Regions from separate parts of the Mus musculus genome. Here regions 2, 3 and 4 are each linked to region 1. Evidence: chromatin contacts called from public promoter capture Hi-C data. All regions are on one chromosome and are shown on one strand. Each heading gives the region's core, a stretch centred on a gene start, on an enhancer-like site or on the middle of the called end of the contact. The rest is flanking DNA. Distances are from core to core; before and after follow the strand shown.

Evidence for each region. Promoter capture Hi-C pulls out the DNA fragments that hold promoters and counts their contacts. Capture Hi-C pulls out chosen DNA fragments and counts their contacts.
Region 2: a promoter capture Hi-C map of adipose tissue shows a contact between it and region 1, with 6 times the contacts expected there. The contact joins the promoter of Bdp1 here to the promoter of Nsa2 in region 1. A contact is called at or near these places in 4 of 39 promoter capture datasets (erythroid cells, hippocampal neurons and liver) and 1 of 9 other capture datasets (adipose tissue).
Region 3: a contact with region 1 is called in a promoter capture Hi-C map of pre-B cells, with 5 times the contacts expected there. The contact joins the promoter of Mccc2 here to the promoter of Nsa2 in region 1. A contact is called at or near these places in 3 of 39 promoter capture datasets (hippocampal neurons, liver and pre-B cells), 1 of 115 datasets of contacts at active chromatin or transcription factors (astrocytes) and 1 of 9 other capture datasets (adipose tissue).
Region 4: a promoter capture Hi-C map of pre-B cells shows a contact between it and region 1, with 2.5 times the contacts expected there. The contact joins the promoter of Tbca here to the promoter of Nsa2 in region 1. A contact is called at or near these places in 1 of 39 promoter capture datasets (pre-B cells) and 1 of 484 Hi-C or Micro-C datasets (CD4 T cells).

What each region holds. Positions count from the first base shown.
Region 1 is chr13:97,136,626-97,139,213 of GRCm38.p6, forward strand. Nsa2 (NSA2 ribosome biogenesis homolog) reads right to left here and starts at 1,301. Exons shown (of 6, transcript NM_021552.5): 1 at 1,130-1,301. The coding sequence starts at 1,132. Gfm2 (G elongation factor, mitochondrial 2) reads left to right here and starts at 1,312. Exons shown (of 21, transcript NM_177266.5): 1 at 1,312-1,434.
Region 2 is chr13:100,102,795-100,105,382 of GRCm38.p6, forward strand. It overlaps Bdp1 (B double prime 1, subunit of RNA polymerase III transcription initiation factor IIIB), which reads right to left and starts at 1,276. Exons shown (of 39, transcript NM_001081061.1): 1 at 833-1,276. The coding sequence starts at 1,044.
Region 3 is chr13:100,014,359-100,016,946 of GRCm38.p6, forward strand. Mccc2 (methylcrotonoyl-Coenzyme A carboxylase 2 (beta)) reads right to left here and starts at 1,281. Exons shown (of 17, transcript NM_030026.2): 1 at 1,028-1,281. The coding sequence starts at 1,156.
Region 4 is chr13:94,787,625-94,790,212 of GRCm38.p6, forward strand. It overlaps Tbca (tubulin cofactor A), which reads left to right and starts at 1,296. Exons shown (of 4, transcript NM_009321.3): 1 at 1,296-1,378. The coding sequence starts at 1,326.

The DNA of each region.
Region 1 (2,588 bases), core at 51-2,550:
AAAGAATGTTATTTTTCTAAAACACAATTTACATAAAACAAGATTTGCCAATTTTAGTTGTGGGTGTGTAGTTGTAATTCCTGCCCAATCATAAATTTCTGTATCCATTATATTCAAGATGGCATATTGATTTTTCCACCCCAGAATGTTCCTTTGTGCTACTCTAAGGTCTTCTTTTCCCATCTTCAACCTTATATTTGTATGGTTTACTCTGCCCAGTGAGTAGAATCTACAGGACACACATCCTTTTGCATCTGGCTTTTTTTAACTAGAATATATCCATTTATGTCTACCAGCTCTTAAGTACTTTATAGCACTTGGCCATATCCCAGTGTGTGGATATAAACTCATTTCTTTATCCATTTACCATATGATGTATATCTGGACTGTTCATTTTTTTCCATTGGTGATTAGGAATAAAGTTGTAATAAATATAGATGAATTCAGACCTTTGCTTGGAAACTGTCTACTGCTGTGTTATCTTCCAAAGTTGGTGTATTATTTTGCATGTTGTCAGTACTATATGGGATCCCATTTGTGTTTTAAATTGTTTCATTGTTAACAATGAAACTGTAGTCAGCATCTAGTTAGATTTGAACCCTCAAAACCAACCAACCTAATAAACAAACAGGCACAAAACCCAGCTCAGAGATTAAAACTAGGTAACAAAACCCTTATGGGTGTTGTTTTCAACTGCTATCACATAAACTTTGCAGCAACTACAAAGAAGGTTTATGGCATTCCACTTTGAAGAGAAACATCCAGTATAATGAGAATGGCAGGTCTGGTAATTCATATATAAAGAGAATGTTTTGTTCCGCAACTCATTCGCTGTTTGGCTTTTTGCAAAGAATATAGTATACTGAGCATTAAAACGGTGTGATGCGACTATAAAGTTATTATCACAAGTCTCAACTGCATTCCATTAGGTTGGCACTGACGCCACGGTAGCAAGATCAGGACTTTTATAGTGAACTCTTGTCTCATCCCAAGATTTGTGTTCCGGGTCCAGAAGCTGCATCTCACGCCAAGGCATCTCAGTTCCGCCTACCACGGTCCTCTCTCCCCGACAGCCCAACCACGCTAACCCCAGGCCCTTCGTCGCCCGCGTCCGAGGAGGCCTCCTTACCATGATGACAGCCGCGGAGCACCGGTCCGCGACCTCCCGGGTCTCAAAAAACTCTTAATTTCTGGATGTCACTGGTCCACGAGCCTGCCTCGTTCAGCCCAGGACGGGAAAGGGTAGTCCTTTAAGAAGGCCGAGTGGAGCGCAAGCGCCGCACAGCAGTTCCGTGACGTCTTTCCGTTCCTAGGCAGATGGGCGGAAATTGACAGCAGGAGAATTTTAGCTGAGACGCCACCGGAACTGCTTAGAGGGCGGAAGGTGCTTATGGAGCTTTTGTAAGCTGGGAGATCCGCGGGTTCCTTCTGCGGGTATGAGGGTGTCTGAGGTGGTGGGATGTGGTACCGTGTTGCCGGTTCCTCTCTTACTCCCCGGCGGACACTAGCAGAACCAGCCAGGCGCCCTGTGCGTGCCGCGGTCTTGCTGGTCTGCCACTGCTGACCTCGTAGCTGCTACTGACAGCGGGTTCCAGACGAGCACTCCCCGGCCTCCGGGCCCCGTCTGCCGGGTCACGGACGTGTTGCTTCATCCATTATGGAGGGCGACTGATTTGTTAGTCTGTTTCTGTCTCTCCTGTTGCTAGCGGATGCACAATTGGTTGAGATATGTTATATGGAAAATAAAACTACTGGCCAGGCCAGGAAAGCAAAAGGTACTTGGTTTTTGTGGACGCCCAGGACTTTCCCCCTAAGCTCTTGAGAAATCCTGTGTAATTAAGGGCAGTTTTTACCTTTTAGAAATCTGTGTGGTTTTTCCACCTTATTATTATTATTTTTTTTTTAAGATTTATTTATTTATTATATGTAAGTACACTGTAGCTGTCTTCAGACACTCCAGAAGAGGGAGTCAGATATCGTGATCGGATGGTTGTGAGCCACCATGTGGTTGCTGGGATTTGAACTCCTGACCTTCGGAAGAGCAGTCGGGTGCTCTTACCCACTGAGCCATCTCACCAGCCCTTATTATTTTTTTTTTTAAATGTGTAGTGCGTACCTGGTGCCCTCCGAGGCCAGAACAGGGTGTTGAATCATAAAAGATGGTTGGGGGGGCTAGTGGTTGCTGGGAATTGAACCTGGTCCTCTAGAAGGGCAGCCAAACTTAACCTCTGAGCCATCTCGTCAGTCCCCAGTTTTATCCTTGTACTGTAGTCACAGAAGTTCACTAGCTCCAATTTGGAACTACCAAAATTGAAAAGTACATCTCAAGAAGCCCTAGCACTTGGAGTCAAGCTGTTGCTTTTTTTTTTTTTTTTAAACATCCCTTCCTTTTTTGATGTTTTCGAGATAGTGTTTCCCTGTGTAGAGCTGGCTGTCCTGGAACTTGCTTCGCAAACAAGACTGGCCTCAAACTCAACAAAGGTCCGCCTGCCTCTGCCTCCAGAGTGCTGAAATTAAAGATGTGCACCACAACCGCTGGGCTTCAAACTATCATTTAAGTCCCCATAGTATAATGTTTTTGTTTGTTT
Region 2 (2,588 bases), core at 26-2,525, 3.0 Mb after region 1:
GGTTCTCACTATGGGGCTGACTGTCCTAAAGCAGGGTGGCCTCTGCCTCCCTATTGCTAGGACTAAAGTTGTGACACCATACTCGGTCTCATCACCTTTTTTTGAAAGTAATCAAATTTTTTTTTTTAGTAAATTTGGGGGAACTATTCTACCATGTGGCATGTAAGGCAGTTTATGTAATCCTATCTGATCTCACAATATTGTCCTAAAGGAGGTACTAACTTGACACCAGGAACAAATTTTCTCTGAGAACAACCTACTTAAACTTGCTAAGCTAAGTAGGAGCGTCCTAAATTCAAATGTGGTATTTGTCACTAAAGCCAGGCGTCTTGATTCAGGAAACGTAGTTACAATAAAGAAGTATGCACTCGAACCAAAATAAGTAACCTAAGCCTCTTCCCTTTGACTCAGGGGCAGGGCGTTTACCTAACACTCCATGAGGCCTTGGGTTCAACCGCATCACCGCGTGGAGGGAGGAAAAAAAATCAGCACTGGTGCTCTCCTTTCAAAAATAAATATCCACAAAATGAAAATCCCAAAGTGCTTTCAGTGTAAAGTACTCCAGGACAATTAATTAAATTTCCAAGTGATGGTGCGTCTACATTCTTGACTTCAAAATCCTTAAGCCTGGATTCCCATCTCTGTAAGATAAGGCAAGACACTGTCTCCTCGGGAATCTTAAGATCGTGACAGAGTCATAGTAGTCGCACCCTCAGATCACGGAATAAAACTACAACTAGAAGTGGTTTCATCCAGCTCAAATCAAAAGCTTGTTGCAGGAGAGGTGCTCCGTGGTAAAAATCCAACAGCTCAGCTTGATAGAAGACCTTACCTGCTCCCGGGAGCCTGTTCCTGGGGTTCTGCTCCCCCGGAATCCACTGCAGGCACATCTGTGGGCTCCGCTGGCTTCGGAGCTGACTCGGTGGCAGGCTCCGGAGGCCTGGGAGCCTCTGGTCCACGCTGGGGATTGGGAGCGGCGGAGCCCCTGGTCCCTACACCAGGCCTGACATTTGGCTTCACGCTAAGGCGTGCCCTGCGGAACATGGCGGAGCCAGGGGGCCGAGAGCGGCGGCTCCGCGGCCGCGCTCAGCCCAGAGCCCCGGCCGCTGCCCGCAGGCTGACACTCTCACCCTCCCACACGTCCACAACCACCAGTCCAGCGCTGGCTACCGCAGTTTTGCGCCCCCTCCGCCTCCTCCGCTCTCCCGCCACCGCCTCCTCTTCATGACCCTGCCACACTAAAAGCTAAGTTTCTCCTCCCCGCGTCCCGGCTCGCGAAAGGCGCCGGAAGCAATGCGTAATCATTCGGCGCCGACGATGACGTCAGACTCCGGGCGCCGGGAGCCATAGCAACTGCAACGCTCTGTAGCTTCGGTTACCTGTAAACCAGAGATTTTTTTTTTTTTTTTTTTTTTTGATTCGAAGACAGATATTCTTTCCTTTGTAAGACCTTGGGAGTTGTTGAAAAGAGAGAGCGGAAGCAGCTGAATCCTCCAGGTCAAACTTTTTTTTTTTTTTTTTTGGGGGGGGGGCCGTTTCGAGACAGGGTTTCTCTGTGTAGCCCTGGCTGTCCTGGAACTCACTCTGTCGACCAGGCTGGCCTCGAACTCAGAAATCTGCCTACCTCTGCCTCCCAAGTGCTGGGATTAAAAGCGTGCGCCACCCCTGCCTGCCCGGCTCAAACTTTTAATTTCTCGCCAGTGGTGCTAGGGTTTGAACCCAGGATCCCTCACAAACCCTGCATTCTCGGCATGCACACTGCCATGGAACGTCCATCCCCAACCTACTTAACTGAATCTTTTATGAACTATTAAGGAGTTTTCGAGAAGAGTCAAAGTGTGCAAGAATGCAGAGCATGGTGGTGCGTGCCTGCAATCCCAGCACTGGAGAAACCGAAATAAAGAGGTCACAAGTTCCGAGCCCTGGACTATCTGACAAGACTTACCTCAAAATTACAATAAGATAAAATAGTATGAGAGTAGTGCCTTAGCACCAGTGCATCCCCAGAGCATAGAACCTGTTTGTTTTAGGGTTTTTGAGACAGGGCCTCTTATAGCTAAGGCTGCCCTTCAACTCTTGATCCTCCTGCCTGCACGGGCTCAATGTTGAGATTACAGGTATGTATAGGCTACCATACCCTGCTAGGAAAAAAAAAAGTTTTAACTATGAGTATGGAGAGAGCGAGTTTGCGGGAGACTGAAAAGTTACAGGTAGTTATCAGACTCCTGATGCTGGTGCTGGGAACCAAAACTAGGACCTACTGGAAGAGCAGGAAATGGATCTACTGAGCCATCTGTCCAACCCCCAACCTCCGCCAAGAAATTTTTAATTGAGTAAAAAAAAAGGTTGAAATTCTGTGTGAGGAAATCGCAAAGAGAAGCCATGAAACACTTCACAGGACATCCACTATATGGGCTTTTGTACACTTTAAAATAAAAACTGTCAAAAATGATTATACTCCACATTTTGCACACGAATGTTGCAAAATTTATTGCTTCCAGAGATATCAACGGAGCAATAAATAAGACATTGTATGTTACAGAGGAGAAAATACAAAATAAATGAACAAGATCAACAAGAATATATTA
Region 3 (2,588 bases), core at 31-2,530, 2.9 Mb after region 1:
TGAAAGTATAAGGACTACTTGGAAAGAGAAAAGGAGACAGCAAAAGAGTGGAGAGGAGATAAGAGAGTCATGTATGTACATATAGTGAAGTGTATTTATTACTTTGTACAATTAGTATATAGTAGTTGTATTTTGTTGTAGTGGTGGTGGTAGTTTTTTTGAGAAGTTATTTTGTAACTTTGGCTGTCCAGGAACTGGCTTTGTTGATCAAGGTGGACCGAACCTCACAAAGATCCACCTGCTTCTGCTCTGTGTGCTCTAGGTGCCTTCAGCCCTTCAGGGCTAGGACACCTCTTACCACACAGCCGCACAGCTATCTGATTTCTAGTTAACGTTTCCCAGCCCCAAATGACTTTCATTCCTACACATCCAGGCCAAATACTTAAAATACCGCACAAACAACTTAGTGCTTAACTAAGTTAACTTCTTCCCTGGCAAATAACTGCTGGTTCTATGAATAATTCAGACGTTATCTGTAGAGGCCATGAAACAGATTTAAATGTTCCAGCTTTGATACTTCACAAATTATGAGTTGCTTCTTTGGCCAGGGGAAGCCACTCAGTCCCAAGAAAAGCTATGTAAAGACATTGTGAGCTGTGTATTGTTAATATAACTATTAAGCGGAAGAGTGTAAACTATCGTGCTATGGTAGTTCCTAAAGGTGGCTGCCACAAGACCGCTAAAGAATATACCCAGCCATGCAAACACGAGGACCACAACTTCGTGATTACAAAGTTGCCAAACCGGTCTCGGGCATTTGTAAGTTGTCCAAGCGACAATGCTTTGTGGGGTTTTGAGAACCACTGATTTGAGTGACACAAAATGCCAGTACCAGTCCTAAAAGTGAACTAAAATCTCACTGGAACGACTTCCTTCTGCAAACTTCACAGGACCCTACTGAGTCCCAGAATGACGCCTGAAGCTGCAAAGGAAAGAACAGCAGAGATCCAAGCATGCCCACCCTCTGGCCTCCGATGACTCCGGGGCAGGAAGGCGAACAGGCCTCCAGGACGCTCGCTCAACCTACCTGGTAGGTGGAGGAGGCCGAGTCAGGCTGGGTGCCCAGTCGGGCCACTGAGTCCCCGTGATAGGCACGCTGCGGGGGTACAGCAGCCCGACAGCACGGTCGCAGAGCTGACCTCAGCGCGCCCCACATGGCGATGGCAAACACCCAAAAGAGAAAGAGAGCGGCCCTGCAGCTCGGTTCTGCAGCTCCTGGGGGCTGCTCCTCCAGAGTCCTTGCAGCACCAGCCCTGGTCCATCAGCTCCCAGGCCAGCCCCGCACACGTGCCATCGCAGACCACCTCCAATTGGTCGGCGCTGCGCGCCACGCCTCTCTACTCCGCCAATGAGGCGCAGAAGAGCAGCTGCGCGAGTCCAGGTTCCATCGCGAGCCCAGGAACACTGGGCCGAGTAGAGCGAACAGATAAGTGGCTGCTGTCCTGCCGAAGCGTTTGTCACAAGCATGCACCCGCCTCTAGCCCATGTACTGCAGAGCTTCAGCACACCTGATCATTTTTAGAATGTGACAGATTGTAGACATCAGTACTGGGATCTTCACACCAATAAGGATTAAAAACACTCTGCGAAGTGCCTTAGTGTTGTTTTGTTTTGTTTTGACTCGCACACTTTATTGAATGCTTACGTGTTACTACAGCATGAGCAAAGTAAAAGCGCCAGGAGCATCAGAAAGATGAACAGGCTAAGGAGAGGGTCGGCTGTGCCCTAGGAGGAAAGATGCTGTAGGAGAATAGCACCCGAATAAAAGCCAGATTGGGTAGAAACACATAACTAAGATGGGAGCCAGGCTTGGTCGCTCTGTCTCCCTTGGGGACCATAGACTCTACCACTCTGCAGCTTCAAGAAAGAAGCCCGACCCACAGAAAACTATGGTAAACCAATTGATAGAAGGCTTGTCAAAGTTTCTGTAGCTTACTAAGTGAAGAGTCCACAGACTACTAAGTGAAGAATTTAGAGGCTAGGGTGGGCAACAAAATGAGACATTGTCTGAAACCAACTGTTTTAACATGAATCTTGAAGACAATGTCATCATACAAATAGTGTTGGGCTGAGTGGTAGAACGCTTGCCTAGAATGCAAAAGGCTCTAGGTGTGTGTGTGTGTGCGCGCGCGCACATGCACACAGAGGAGAGAGAGAGTAGGTGAAACATGCCTACTATATTAAATGGTGCTAATTTAGAAGGAGTGGCACTTTGTGTGTACAGACGTGGGTACGGTGTGTGTACAGAAGCACACATGGACACATGGAAGCTGGAGAATGTCAGTATCAAGCCATTACTCTGCCTTATTCCTTTGAAACCAAGTCTCTCACTGAACTTGCAGCGAGGTGTGCAGCTAGAAACCTCTGATCCTTCTGCCCCTGCTCAACCCAGTGCTTTTACCCACTGAGCCCTCCCTAGCTCCAGAAATGGCCAGCTTTTTTAAAATCTAAGAAAAACGAAGGCCTAAGTCAAATCAAAGTGAGTTCACCATGACATAAGCATTCTATCTTGCTACAAGCCGACCCCAAATAAGATCTTGTAATGTGGAAAATAACTTAAAGATTCACATGGCATCCAAGAAATGTAA
Region 4 (2,588 bases), core at 46-2,545, 2.3 Mb before region 1:
AATTGTATCTTGGAAAATATGGTGGAGTCAAAAGTTGTCCCATGTCTGCTGTGTTTAGGCATTGTGCTGAATGCCACCCTCTATACACCTGTCACGTGACGTGGGCATTATTTCTTAGGGCTCTTCAAGGAGGTTGAGTGCCGGGGTCCTGTGTTCGCTAAAGGATAGAACTCCACATGTGAGATAGGTGGCTAGTCATTTGCTCTCAAATGACTGAGTCCATTAAGTGTGTAGCAAGAAAAAGGAGATGAACAAATAAATAGCAGGGAGCGGATAGATGACACCATCGAAACAGGTTCTTACAACACCCTGCACAAAGCACTGGAGAAGTCCCTCGGAGTCCCCCAGTCAGAGATTCTCTCTGTGGATGGGATTCTGCCATTTTGTTGCCAGTGTAGGCATACTTTTACACAACTTAAAAAACAAAAACCAAGCGTTTATTTCATACACTTCTGTGTATATTTGCAAGCCACAGTGAACTTGCAGAGGTCAAAGGACAACTTGCGAGAGCTGGTTCTTACACTCTACCACTTTTGAGTCCTGCAGATTGGTCTCAGGCCATCAGGCTAGGAGGAAAGGGCTGCTCCCCTCTAGGCCAAGAAGGTGCAATGCTGTACTGTTTTCTCCCTGTCTCAGGGGTAGGGGGCCAGCATGTCTCAGGACGGGGAGTCTTGCTGGACACTTGAAACAAACTTGCTAAAATTTAGGACAAGAGGAACCTCCTTACTCCCAGAGTCCTCTCTCCATAAACTCAAACATCACAAGACAATTTACATAAGTAACACTCTGGAAAGGGAAGGGACTATATGGAGAAAGGGAACCGGAAGAGGGGGCATGGATTGGAATGTAAAAAAAAAAATTAAATTAAAATTAAAAATTTCTTTTGACTGTCTGCATTATGGTATTTTATTTCATCAAACACAGATCTCTTTCTCCATTTGACAACAGACAGTGAAAACAAAAATTATCCTTGTTAATAGTTTCTAAGTCACACTGTCCATTAAGCAGCTAATCCTGTTCACTTTCTCAGGAACAGAAAGTTTCTTAACTCAGGCTATGGAGACTGAGAAAATAAAAGTGCAGCTTGTGTACAAATCCTGTCCAAGCACCAGGGAGAAGCAGCTGGTATAGGGCTTTGAGAGTCTCCAGCTCTAGGTACCAGCAGTCTAGATGCAAGGATTCCAGGTAAGAGTCGGGAGGCGAGGCGGGGTCGGGCTCTCCAGGTACGCATGCGCGCACTCTGGGCTCCACGCCCACTCCACCGCCCCTTCTGCGCCGGCGCGCCGCGCAGCCCCGCCTCTCCTTCCTGCGGCGCCTTAGGGACCATGGCCGATCCTCGCGTGAGGCAGATCAAGATCAAGACCGGAGTAGTGAGGCGGTAAGGAACGGCCGGCGGCTCCGCGGCTGACGCTCGCTCTTCCCTTCTCACCGCCGGGGAAGCCGGGCGGAGCGTAGGCCCGATGCGGGCGCGGCTTCCAGGCCTCGGCGGGCGGGATGCGAGGGGCCCGCACACGCCTAGGCTGGCGCTGGCAGGGAGCCGCCCTCGGCGCTGGCCCTGCCGCCCTCCGTGCAGGGCTCGGCGCGACCTCGGCGCTGGCCTGGCCGCCTTCCGTGCGAGGCTCGGAGGCGTCCTCCGCGCTCGTAGGCCGGGAGGAGGAGGAAGAGGAGGGCGACCTGTGCCTGGAGGGCCTCGGCCTGTGCGTGCGGGGCGCCGGCTCCCTGAACTTTGCAGTAGGGAGGCGGAGTCCGCCCTGGCCTGGCCTCAGGTGGACTGGACAGCGCTCAAGTTTAAGGGACGCTGAGATCATGGGCCTCACTCAGAATACACAATGGCGGGGCCCTGGCCTCTGACATGGCTCACTTCCAGAGTTTGGGAACTGGGGCTTGAACGTGAGCACCTCTGCAAACTTCTTCCCCGAAGCTCGCCCCGGAGCTGTGGGCTGCTGCCTCCCAGGAATAGGCCAGGCCAGTCTTGTGACTTGCCTTGACTCCCGACTGTACATATTGCAGTGCTCATTAGAACTAGTTTTGTTCAGACCCAAGCTGATCATACCGAAACATTCCAAGGGAAAAGATACACAGCCTCCTTACGAAGCAGATCGTTCTGCAGGGGAAATAGCTTTTTTTCCTGTTGCTCCATCTCTCCACCGTTTATTGATATTCCATCAGAGGGAGGTCAACCCATAGAGGAGAGAATCACTTTTAGAGATACTGCCCGAGTTTTAGTACTTCGAACGGTACTTTGGAAGCTTTTATTACAAAGGCAGCTAGGGTATGGTAGGGGGGCGGGGCGGGGGTGAAGGTGGGGGGGATAGACAGTCGGTTCTGAATTGTGCCTGACTTCAAATCTGGTTTTATGTATTCTGGAACATATTTCATCGTTGTACTGTGCCTCTTCTTACTGAATTTGGAAGATAGAGTCCAAATTCTCCCTGAATTCAGTTTTTGGAAGAAATACCTGCTACATTTTTGATACAGTGTGATTCAAATAAATAAGATACACCATATAGGTTTTGCTCAGTACATGTTTATGAGTGCAGTTTTCAGAATGTGGCTGAAGTCACACTTCAGGTTAGTAGCAGAGCAAG